Regions from separate parts of the Mus musculus genome. Here region 1 is linked to region 2. Evidence: chromatin contacts called from public Hi-C data. All regions are on one chromosome and are shown on one strand. Each heading gives the region's core, a stretch centred on a gene start, on an enhancer-like site or on the middle of the called end of the contact. The rest is flanking DNA. Distances are from core to core; before and after follow the strand shown. Region 1 overlaps B930018H19Rik (RIKEN cDNA B930018H19 gene). Region 2 has its middle 8.2 kb from the start of Gm33638.

Evidence for each region. A called contact is a pair of places that touch in the nucleus more often than the background predicts.
Region 1: a contact with region 2 is called in a Hi-C map of bone marrow-derived macrophages, with 4 times the contacts expected there. The contact joins two enhancer-like sites. A contact is called at or near these places in 13 of 484 Hi-C or Micro-C datasets (B cells, the C2C12 cell line, the HL-1 cell line and 8 more) and 4 of 115 datasets of contacts at active chromatin or transcription factors (CD8 T cells, astrocytes, memory CD8 T cells and 1 more).

What each region holds. Positions count from the first base shown.
Region 1 is chr8:34,591,351-34,597,882 of GRCm38.p6, forward strand. It overlaps B930018H19Rik (RIKEN cDNA B930018H19 gene), which reads right to left. Exons shown (of 5, transcript NR_040706.1): 3 at 4,641-5,099; 4 at 408-584. Among named protein-coding and RNA genes, the nearest start is that of Gm46068, 9.6 kb to the left of the region's middle. Within about 2 kb of position 1,506, at least 38 of the 459 cell types and tissues checked have an H3K27ac peak or open chromatin away from gene starts, as enhancers often do. A contact at or near this core is called in bone marrow-derived macrophages, where this site is marked.
Region 2 is chr8:34,178,259-34,184,436 of GRCm38.p6, forward strand. No RefSeq gene overlaps it. Among named protein-coding and RNA genes, the nearest start is that of Gm33638, 8.2 kb to the left of the region's middle. Within about 2 kb of position 1,818, at least 2 of the 459 cell types and tissues checked have an H3K27ac peak or open chromatin away from gene starts, as enhancers often do. A contact at or near this core is called in bone marrow-derived macrophages, where this site is marked.

The DNA.
Region 1 (6,532 bases), core at 256-2,755, 410 kb after region 2:
TGAGGGCATTAGAAGGTAATGGGGTCTGTGAGGAGAAATAGACAGTGTCATGAACAGTGTGAGAAGAGCCAAGCCCGGGAGGGCTACCACAACCTGGCTGAACCCTGAGTCCACTGGGTACCCAGACACTCCCTAAGTCCCTGTTAGGGCCTCCTGTTACCCACAGCTCCCTAGTAGGCTCAGTTCCATGATTCATCAGGTGTGTTCCCACGGTGGCTCCGAGGGCTAGGACAAAGGGCAAACTGAAGGCAGAATGTTTGAGCGTTGCCCTGTAGGATGACTTGGCTGCAGAAATCACACAAAGGTGGCTTAGGAGTCATGGTTACAGGAGAGATTCACAGGCTGCCAGGGATCTAGTATGACCTGCCCCACGAGAGAGCACATCACCCGAGGCTACACCCGCTTACCAAGATAGAAGGTTGAGCGGTGTGGCAGCTCTCCAGTCTTGTATTTGCTAGGCTTCTTCATGGAACAAAATTTGTACTTTGAAATGGAGGGACCAGGGATTTTCTTCAACAGGGCAAATAATTGAACAGCATTGAGTCAAATTCTGCAATGCTAGGAAAAATCTACACACTCCAGGGCTGGAAAGAATGTTCGAGATGAGAAAACAGGGTTAATACCAACTAGCAGAGACAGCTCCATAAGTCACGCTTCTACCTCCAGTTTCTGTTCCTGATACCCTGGATCCAACTTTCTGCAAATAAAAAGGATCATGTTGGCCAGGAAATTTCTATACTGAGAATAAGAAAAAGAAATATCTACTACTGTTGTGTGGCTCCTACGCCGGTGCAGGCAACCATCAGTTTGCAGAAAGACAGACTATCCTTGCTTCCCACTGGTCACAAGCAAACCTATCCAAGTCCATATTTCCTCTGTAGGATCACCTCTTATTCCGATCCCTTTGTATCCTGAGCACTAAGCAGCCAGTGGCCATGATCTATCTTAAACATGAACATTCACTAAGATATACACCGAGGAAAGAAACCCACTGGAGCCCTTTCCATGTGACTAACTTCTTTCCTGCTACACCTTCTGGGAAGTACCTCTTGTCTCTTCCTCAGCACCTCTCCCAGTTAGAGAAAATGCTGTGGAATGAGCTACTGGCATCAGACAGACAGACAGACAGACAGACATCACTCGCTGGCTACTCAATGTGAGCAGGTTGGCTAGCCTCTGTCTCAGTATCTCCCTTTCTGAATTGAGATGGGCAGTGTCTATCTTTTTTAATCTTTGTGAGAATGAAATAAAATAGCGCATGCATGTCATAGACTCCATAGACAGAGGTAGAACTCAATAAATACCCATTCCGTTCTCTGGCTGCTTACTCTACATCTGTTCTAGCATCTGTTTTCTGACCTCAGTGTCAGCTGTGTCTTCCCAAGTCGCACTGTTCTACCTCTGAGACATCACACCACAGACATTCACCATATGATGAGTACGTTATGCGTGTTTACTTCCTAGTTGCAAGAAGCCCACTGTTCTGGCTGGTTTTGTGGCAACTTGACACGAGCCAGAGTCATTGAGAGAAGAAGGAACCTCAATTAAGGAAACGTCTCCATGAGATCCGGCTGTAAGGCATTTTCTCAATTAGTCATCAATGGGGAAGGACCTAGCTCATAGTTAATGGTGCCATCTCTGGACTGGTGGTCCTGAGTTCTATAAGAAAGCAGGCTGAGCAAGCCATGGGAAGCAAGCCAGTAAGCAGCACCCCTCCATGGCTTCTGCATCAGCTCCTGCCTCCAGGATTCTGCCATATTTGAGTTCCTTCCTTGACTTCCCTCAATAATGAACAACAATGTGGAAGCATTAGCCAAATAAATCCCTTTCTCCCCAACTTGCTTTTTGGTCATGGTTTTCATCACACCAAGAGTAACCCTAACAAAGACACCCAGGGACTCACAGTTTCTGTGTTTCTCTCCAAAATAGCAAGAATCCAAGCAGGATCACCTTAAATCACCATTCGTACTGATGGACTCCTTTATTTGTAAGGCCAAATGGAGAGGGTTGGGGAGGTAGGCTTTCCTGAATCCCATACTCATCTCAAGCAGCAGTAAAGTCCCTTGACAGTCAGGAAAAACTCTGGACTTTTCTGGGGACCCAAAGGGACATGCTCAGTTCCTCTAATAATATAACAGGTTGTGAGTTCTAGGGATGGCTGCAGAAGTCACTCTCCTTACGAAGTGAACTTAGCATCCTTCGTCAAGAGATGCTCTGTCCTCAATGGGGAATGGGCAAGATGGGTTGATACCAAGAAGGGAGCAGTAAGGCAGACATTATTCAAAGGGTTCCAGATCCCTTGGCCTTCATCCCTCCATTTCTCAGTGCTTTTTCACATAAGGAGACCAGCAAGAAGGGTAAGATGCTTGACCCTAGGGACACAGTGGAATTAGAGTAATGAAAATGGGGATACAGGCAGACCTGCTTGTGTTCTGCAGTGGGCCTCTGACCGTGGCAGCCATGGTCTTCTGTGACCGTCAAGGCTGAGTCAACAAAGGTGCCACAGCTTTGATCCAGTTTTCTTTTAGGACTGACATTTTTGCTGTTACAGTATGGAGATGTTCTGAATCTCAGTCAAAGAAATCTAGAAGCAGGACTGGTACCAGGGCAATGTCCTTGAGAGGAGAGGCTGGGTGTGCCCATGCTGATTCTCAACTCATGGAGTCTAGCCCCTTGCCCATTAGCAGTTTGGTCAACCTCCAGGTCACCTGACCACACTCTCTATAAGGCACAATACTGAATAAGTGAGAAGTGACCCACACTCTTGGACAATGTTCCTGTTTTTGCTACCCCTACTGGCCAGTGCCCTGTAGCAAGGAGAATGTTATCTTGATGACAGATCCTCCCACCTGCATTGCCAAGAATCCTGCTGGCCTGGGAGACAGTGAAGAACCTCTGCCCTTGCTCTGACCTATGTTCTCACTACAGACATATGTCCCCAGGAAAGGGGAGAGAGAAAAAGTGGTTCTTCATCATAGACCAGCATTTATGTCTCAGCAGAGCCCTGTGACATTCCAGCACAGTGACAGACAGCAGCAGAAATGAGCTCATAAGGCCAGGATCTGCTGCTGGTCTGCTCTGTATTCTGTGCTAAGGAGAAGACAAGGGGGTCCTAGTCTGCTATCAGGACACAGACACAACAACAGAGTCAGACATACATGGTGGGCATATTTATTCTGTCTAAAGCACAAGTGAAAAAAATAAAGTAGAAAGAGACATCTTACCAAGGACCCATGACTGGCAAAGGACAGACCAAGATTTGAAATGGGCTCCTCTTGGTCCCGTTGACCAAGTTGTCCTGGATAATGTCACTGAAAGAGGGGTAGAGGACACCAGAGATACCGTCCGCATCTGGTTCTCATATTGGCCAGATCCCTTAGAGACCACCAGTGCTTAGTGAAGACGAGGAGTGTCTGATTTACAAGGTCTGACATGATGGAAGCAGTTGGACTTTTCTTCCTCTGAGACTGGAGGGTTTCTGTGGCTACACACTGGCCTGATTCATACTAACCACCTGGTTCATACAATACTTTAGGACAAAAGAAACTAAGAAGATTTAAGAAAAAGACCAGAATTGCATAGATGGTTCGTGTCCCATGGTCATGCTAGCCACAGAAGAGACCCTGATTTTGTCAGCTCGCCCCACCTACCACCCTATGAACCTCTCCCAAGAGGAGTCCTACATAAGGAGCCCTGCAAACATTTATTTTCCAGCACTGGCTCTGTAGTAAAGCTGAAACCCATCATCTAAAGATACCCATTTGTTGTCTATCTGGTCCAAGTCTACTGAGTCCACAGGTATGGATCATGGAGACAGACATCATCACCACATCTATGATGTGATGGACTCTAGGGGACCTTTCCTCCACCATCCTGCTTCACCACAGGTCTTAAGTTGCCAGGGTTTGATTTGCTCTTGGAACATCCAAGAAGGCCCTGAACTTCAGAAAGCTTCCTCGGAAATAATAGGGTATAAGATTTGCAGACAGAACCGTTGTTCTTCAACAGATTCAAACTTTAAAGCACTGAGTCAGAGAACAGCCGAGAACATGTAGAGAAGGTGGGCAAGAAGACGGAAGGGTGAAGTCTAAGTGTCCTAAGGGAGGCAGAAGCGGATGGGAAGTGGGTTTCTGGGGATGGGAGGTAGACAGAGGCTAACAAAAACAAACTCTCTCTCATATACTTGGACCTTGCCCTAGCTGGAATCAACACCTCTCCTCACGCCAGCTACAAAGCCAAAAGGGGCACTTACATACTGCTGCAGTTTGGATCTTCAGTGTCCCTTGAGGTCCATGTGTTGAAGGCCTAGTCATCAGCTGGGCACTACTGGAAGCTGGTGAAGGCCAGCGGGAGATCTTTAAGTTGTTAAGAGAGAGTTGTAGAAGAGGACAATGGGGTGTTCAGCTCTCTCCTTCTCCATGTCTCAGCTGTGAGGTGAACATTCCGAACCCTCTCTCTATAAGCTGGTCACCTTAGATGCCCATCACACTCACAGAAAGATGAACTCCACACATATAACACACTTATGACACTACCAGTCCCTCTGACACTAGACAGGTCGGAAGAACTGATAGGGAACACTGACTGGTGGGACCCCCCCCATACCAGCTAGCACTTGGCAGTGGAAGATGGAGGCTTACCTGGGGGCAGGGAGAAACACATGGGATCTTATTAGAAGTAGCAGCAGCATGGTTACTGTTAACTGAATGTTTGCTGATTCTCTAGCAATGAATCCCCTTGGACAGACATAGTACCCATCCATGTAACATAGACTTCTTGCTACAGTGGTTGGTATTGGGGATTTCTTTGAAGAATATGTATCCCTGGGGACAGGCCAGCTTCAAGGGTTGTGTTGCTTTGTTTTGTTCCTAATACAAAACTTGAAGTGATTCCATATCATCCGCGCCTCACACGCTGGTAGTTGTGACCCAATGATAAAACATCCCCAACTGCAGGCATGGGGTGGGTATTCAGCTCTTCGTGGGAAGGCCCGTCTTCCTCACAAGCACTTGATGTTAATTTTCCAGAGTCATATCCTCCCACTGTCTGTGAAGAATGAGAAAAGGAAAACCAGCCACCATGCCGTGATTTTAATTTCTCTGTTTAAAAGAAAAAGAAAAAAAAATCCACTTGAATACACAGCTCTGAAGACAGCATCATGTTGTACCTCATGCACCTCAGAATGAAATTGTCTCCATCATCTGAGGTAAATGTTTAAAGGATGTACCACTTAAAGGATGGTAGATTGCATCATCTCCAAAGATGCCCCCAAAGATTTGGACTAATAGCCTACCATCCTCATCTTTATCAGAACCCTAAGAGGGTAAAGATGAGGATAACTTGGGGGAAATCATCTCATCCCGAGGACCAGACAGAGATGCTCACAGGAGACAGATAAAGGCATAAGTGATTCAAGCCCAGATGGGGCCTCTTGTGACTCAGAGTTTGTTATTCATCCAAGAAATAAATTTCAAACAGTTGAAGACTTTGGGCAGCTGAGTTCCACATCCCTTGTCCTTTCGTTTTCCTAGAGTGTCCATAACAAATGGCCTCGAACTCGGTGGCTTCAAGCAATGGAAATTTATTCTTTCCTAGTTCTAGAGGTCAAAAATCCGAGCTCAAAGAAGGCAGCAGGGCCATGTCTTCCCTGAAGTTTCAAAGGAAGACTCCTTCCTCGCCTCTTCCAGTTTTGGGTGGTTCTGCGTTCTCTGTGGACTGTGGCCATGTAACTTTCTGCCTCTGCCTCTCTGCCTCTCTGCCTCTCTGCCTCTCTGCCCCTGCCTCTGCCTTCTGTCTTAAAAGGATGATTGTCATTTTATGTAGGATTCACCTGAATAATCCAGAATGACCTCATCTGGTATTGCTCTCAACTATATTTGCAATGACCCCTCATTCCAATTAAGGGTACATTAACTGGTTAGAACATAATCAAACCATCTGAGGGTCAGCAGACAGACCCATCTACTAGAATGAAGTAAAATATGAACAAATGAACCACACCAGGACTGGCAGGTGGATCTGAGAAGGATTTCCCTTTGTCCGATCTCTAAGGGTCAGTCACATTGGTGCTTTTCCATGTCTTTTACTGGCTAAGACTCTCCTTAAATTCTCTGGGGGATGGGCAGGTGTCCTGAGGAATCCTAGCTGCTTTGAACTGCCAAGATCTTGACTCTAGTTAAGACTTTGTGTGGACTTTATATGGAGTAGAACCTCCTCCTTTATTTAGGAGTTGAATTTCCGTCTGGGTTTTTTTAGTCTTTTCCCTGTGCCCTACTGTGCATCCAAAGTCATCTCCTCCCTCTCCTAACAACGTTCTGGATTCTGCAGATCCTTGGTGCCTCTTTCGGAATTTTAACTCAAGCTTCTCAAATTTCTGTCTTTATCTGAATCAGCCATTGGGAGGCCATGTTTGAGTACAGACTACTGGGTTCCATGTTCAGAGTTTCTGATGCAGTAATTGGCTTGGAGGTGGGGCTAAAAGCTTGCGTTCCCCACCCCCATAGGTTTACTGTTTATTCAATGTTAAATGTTA
Region 2 (6,178 bases), core at 568-3,067:
CGGCCTCTCTACTTAGAAGCAAGAGGTTTCTTTGGTTAGAACTCATGCCTTCCAAACAGTTTTCATAGCAAATTTGTCTATGTCTTTCACATCATCATAGCATAATTCTAATCTGTGTATACCTTTATTGAGAGATGCTGTCTATATTTTTTATTTCTCCAATTTTTAGCAATGTAGATAGATTTTGGACACATGTTTATGCCATGGCCACTCCAGACAACGGTGTCAGATGAGTGCAGTTTTTGTTTGTTTTTGTTTTTTTCGAGACAGGGTTGCTCTGTATAGCCCTGGCTGTCCTGGAACTCATGCTATAGATCAGGCTGGCCATGAACTCAGAAATCCACCTGCCTATGTCTCCCAAATGCTGGAATTTAAGGCACGTGCCATCACTGCCTGGCCAGATGAGTGCAGTTTATATCTTCAGTGTATGTGCTGCTTGGGTTTGTAGAATATTGAGATCCATGCCGAAATGTGGACTCAGGACGTGACTGTCGGAAGACCTGCCACCTGGACACAGTCTTCCAACTTTCTGCATGGGTGGGTAACTGAGTCACGATGAAGTCCATCTTTGTCTCAGTAAGACAGCCTCCATGCTCTTCAGGGAATAAATCTAGGGTGAATAGGCAGCCATTGCTTTGGGGGGAGCCCATAACAGGGCTTTAATAAGTGGCTTCAGGAACACCCTTGCTTACAGTCTGTAGAGATCAAAGGTTGCCCAAGAGGGAGGAAGGGGGTTCTCTAGGATATCCAACAGGCTAACAGAAGGAAATGCACCTACGTTTCTCAGAAACCGTTTGGGTTCACGAATGCTGCCTTTGGGATGTTGAGGCACCTTTTACAAGAGGAAGGGGAGGATGGTGTCATGGTTAGGGTTACATCACCAAAAGCAACTCAGCGGAGAAAGGGCTTATTTAGTGTATACTTCCGCAGCACCGTTTATCATTGGAAGAAGCTAGGACCGGAGCTCAAGCAGGGCAGGAACCGGGAGGCAGGAGCTGATGCAGAGCAGGGCAGCACACATGGTGCTGGAACGGTAGCTGAAGGCTAGATCCTGGATTGTAGACTGAGAAAGAGGGAGAGAGGGAAGGAGGGAAGAAGGGAGAGAGAGAGAGAGAGAGAGAGAGAGAGAGAGAGAGAGAGAGAGAGAGAATGTGTGTGTGCAGTTTGTGTGACTGTGAGTCTGTGTGTGTGCTTGTTATGAACACAGGAGAGATTTAGGTTGTTGATATCACTGCTAATAACTGTCTGTCTGTCTGTCTTCCTTTTTTTTTTCTTTCTTGATGTTGCTGGGACCTGAACCCAGGGTCTTGCCTGTGGCAAGCATTTGTTTCAGTACTGAGTCACACACACACATACATTCAGACTTCACTACTCGCTTTTATAGCTATAGTGATTGTCATACATTAATCAATGGGTAGGGCAGTGCCTGGTTTCCATGTTATACAGTTGTTCATAATATCACCTATCGAAAATTGGAGTGCTAGAGAGATGGCTCAGCGGTTAAGGGCACTTTCTGTTCTTGCAGAAGACCCAGGTTCAGTTCCCAACACCTATATGGTGTCTTACAACAATCTGCAACTCCAGTTTCAGGAGATCCAATAACATCTTCTGACTCCTGTGGGCATCAGACATGCATATGGTACACAGTCATGCATGCAAGTAAAACACTCATACACATAAAAGAAAAATAATATGTCTTAAGAAGAAAAAGTTGTGATAAAGCAACTCATGGTAGAAAGAAAACCCACATTTGAAAACGTGTATTTCTTTGAGGCATTGGCTATCCTGGTTTCTAAGCTCATGTTTTTCTTGTGCCACTAGAGGGCAGCAATGGTCCATTTTGCAAAGTAGTACTTCCTACTGCAGGACAGTGTAATCCCTTTAACTACATTTATTTATTTCTATCTTAAACTGTTAATGTACATCAGGTTATGCTGTTGTAGACTTTCTAGGTAGATAATTTTTTTGCAGACTGTTATGAGCGATAAGTTATTTCTTCTAAAGTTACTTTTTATACAAAAAGTTCTCTGACATGGTAATAGGGGTAACATCTGCTATAAATGATGTGTGTTTGTGGTGTGTGCCCGCTTTCTTTAGGCCACATGTTGACACTGAGAGCTATCGTCAATCGATTTCCACTTTAATTTTTGAGGCAGGTTCTCTTACTGAATCTGGGACTTAAGTATTTGGCTAGGTAAGCTGGCCAGTAAAGTCCAGGGCTCCTCCTGCCTTTGCCTCCCCAGCACTGGGACTGAAGGTGGGTACACTTGCGTTTGACTTTTATGCAGGTCTGGGGATCTAGACTTAAGTTCTTTCTTTCTCTCTCTCTCTTTCTTTCTTTCTTTCTTTCTTTCTTTCTTCCTTTCTTAAGATTTATTTATTTATTATATGTAAATACACTGTAGCTGTCTTCAGATGCACCAGAAGACAGCATTAGATCCTATTATGGATGATTGTGAGCCACCATGTGGTTCCTGGGATTTGAACTCAGGACCTTCAGAAGAGCAGTCAGTGCTCTTAACCACTGAGCCATCTTTCCAGCCCCCTAGACTCAGGTTTTCATGCTGTGAGATAAACACTTTATTGACTGAGCCATCTCCCTAATCCCTAGTTTTACACTTTCAGTCATATGGGATCTGACTCTTTCCCAAATATCAAAATATATGTGTATTTGGAGTCTTTCTCAACTCTTCTGTTACTGTCTAAGCTGTCCCCGGTCACTTCAGTCCTGTGTCCTCTGACAGACAACTTGCATGAGTTAGGTCAGGTCATGCTACGCTGCAGCACAAGCCTTCCCATGTCTCCCCAGCTTGGTCACCAGGTGGCTCACACTAAGTGCTCAGTGCTAAATGGGGCATCAATCACTTCTCCAAAGCTCATGGAACCTCAGGAAGAAGGGGCAGAAAGTCTGTCTGAGCCAGAGGATGGGGAGGAGGGATGTGAAACGCTGCTGTAGGGGTGCACACAGCTATTGTACTTTTGAACTCATGATAACTATGGTTACGGGGACATGATCAAGTCAACAAGACCAGCCAGCATCCTGGCAGGCAGCACTTATAGCACTCAATGGTTGTGAAGGGGGATAGGCACACATTGAGAGGGCGTGGGGTGTGTGGGAGAGACTCTGCCGGTTCCTGGAGGAAGTGGGGGGGGGGATAGGGGGTATTTGTGGGGAGGAGGTGTGTAGACTCCTAGGAGGAGTGGATAGGGGGGTGTTATGGGACATATGATAAAGATGCATTGTTTACATGCAGAAGGTTGTGAAAGGATGAAAAAAAATCATGTTCTATTAGAAATTACAACTCTCTATTTACGCCTTAGGTCTTTCTCACCTTATTGGAGTTTTCTCATAACACTACATCTTTATATTGTATTATTCACTGGCATGTAAGATGTGCAAGGCCAGGGTGTTTTATTTTGTTTTTGTCTGTATTGTTCTGTATTCACATCACTCAAATGATTCTTGTCTCACGGTCCGCATTCAGTAAATACATCCTAAATGAATGAGTGGCCAACTAACCACATATCATTTTCCTTTTCCACAACAGCTGACTGCATATTCTGTTTAGGTAGACAAGAGGACGATGTGGATTGCAGATAGGACTTCTGTGGTTCTTCAAAAACCATAAACAGATTGCTAATATTGCTTAGTGTATTGTCATTAGAATTGGAATTATACATACAATGGTAAACCACTGGTTTTCAATGTGTGATATTATGTTCCCTGCAGAGGCAGCAGACCTCTACATTTTGGGTGGACAGAATCAGTTTTGGATGCTGAGACTAATGTCATACATACACAAGAAATATGAAAACCTGTTTTATGACCACAGTGGGGTCTCTAGTGAGACCTGAGACTAGATAGACCGGACCTAGGGGAAAACCAAATCCTTTTGTTCTATTAATGAAACAGCAATATAGTGACTCCTAAGGCAGTCTGCTATATTTGTTGATGTATATTATAAAGCCAAGGATATGTTTTATACAGTGTGGTATGGTGTGGTGGTGGGGGCATCTCTCTCCCGAGGAACCAGCCATATGATGGGTCTAGATAAAATAGAGTTTATTTGGGGAGCATAGGAAGGAGAGTTGAGGAGGGAGTAGAGGTAGACAAAGAGAAGGGACAAGGAAGGAGAGAGAGAGAGAGAGAGAGAGAGAGAGAGAGAGAGAGAGAGAGAGAGAGAGGGAGGAGGGGGAGAGGGAGAGGGAGAGAGAGAGGAACATGTGGAGGAGGGGGGAAGGGGAGAGAGAGAGAAAGGGTCAGAGAGTCAGAGAGCAAAGAAAGGCCAAGCAGCCCTTTTTATAGCAAGCCCGGCCTACCTAGCTGTTGCTAGGTAATTGTTGGGTGGAGCCTAGAAGGAATGCTGACATTCTTCCATTTTGGTTTAGTTAAAAAATGAGAAACTAGGAAGAGGTTGATGGTGAAGCAGGAATAGGGTCATTGTGATCTTTTGCTACTTCCTGCTAACTTTGGGGTGACGTGTCTCTGGAACACCTAAGAAAATGGAGATGGGGATGTTGGTCCAGTCTTAGAAGAGTTGGCTGTTTCCTTGCTGTCCAGGGTCTGTGGGACCATCTGTGGGTAGGGAGGAGCAGGTCCAGTAGAAACATCTGTGTCTCTGAGAGTAGGTTGAGCATCTGTGGGTTGCTTCTCTGGAGCTGTCCTGGATGTAGATGTTGAGTAAGTGCCTGGACTTGGCAAGATGCTGAAACACACATATGTTAGAGGTAGAGAATAAAGTAGGGTTGGGAGAAAAACGTTTCCTTAGGTATACACTTGAAACCATTAGGTCTTGGTGGTTGGGGTGAGGGGAGTCCCAAAACCAGGGAACGGGTGAGGAATCCCACCCTCTGGAATACGTAACAGGTAGAGTACTGGCTGGTTTTGTGTGTCAACTTGACACAAGCTGGAGTTATCACAGAGAAAGGAGCCTCCCTTGAGGAAATGCTTCCATGAGATCCAGCCGTAAGGCATTTTCTCAATTAGTGATCAAGGGTGGGAGGGCTCAGCCCATTGTGGGTGGTGCCATCCCTGGGCTGGTGGTCCTGGGTTCTGTAAGAAAACAAGCTGAGCAAGCCAGGGCAAGCAAGCCAGTAAGTAACATCCCTCCATGGCCTCTGCATCAGCTCCTGCTTCCTGCCCTGTGGGAGTTCCAGTCCTGATCTCCTCTGGTGATGAACAGCAGTGTGGAAGTGTAATCTGAATAAACCCTTTCCTCCCCAACTTGCTTCTTGGTCATGATATTTTTGTGCAGGACTACAAGCCCTGACTAAGACAGGTAGGAAGGTAGATTATTGACTGGCAGGTATACTTATCTGGAGGGAGTCGATTTGGTCCATGAGAGGTGGATCTGAGTGTGTTTCCTGGAGCTTATAAGTTTCTAAAAGAGATAAACTTGTTAACAGTATGGATGGTCTTTGAGTTGAGCTCAGGGAAGACAAAAACCTTTCATGGAGCAGAAGGAGCAAGAGAGGCTGTTCCCTCTGGTCAGAAGACTCAATGTATATTAGTTTAGTAATGAAAGAAGCATTACTAAGGGGGGGGACTTATGGGATAGCATTGGAAATGTAATTGAAGAAAATACGTAATAAAAAAAGAAGCATTACTAAGTTTATAGTTGATAAATAATCAAAGGAAACTAAAACATTGTGATGACCTTGTGAATATGAGAGTTGATCAGATAGTTTAGCACGAGAGACACCTTAAGTCTACAGTTAAAAGGCAACCAAAGGGAACTTAAATTTGTAACTGTGATGGCTGATGGCGTAGGTTTAGCATGAGAAGCACTTTAAGTCTATAGTTAGAAGACAACCGAAGGAAACTTAAAATCTGAACTTGTGATTATAAAAGTGGGTCGTACACTGAACTGTTTTATTAGGGTTGGGCTGATTTATAAGAACTCTATTGATAAATGTTAGGGTTTTGAACTTTTGAAGTCTCAATATAATAGTGGCATAGTAAGGAGAAGAAATATGAAGGAAGCATTTAGTCATTGGAAACTGAGTTAGATAAGGAAGTAGTAGAAGGTTACATCATCTGAACTTGGTTATCCCTTCTTGTGAAGCCTGTGAGCAAGGCAAACCTGTCTGCCTTTTTGATAAGAGATCTGGTAGTCTTACCTAGTTAATGTATTGGCTAATGAGCTAATAAGGTGCTGGATTACCATGCGGTAAGGAG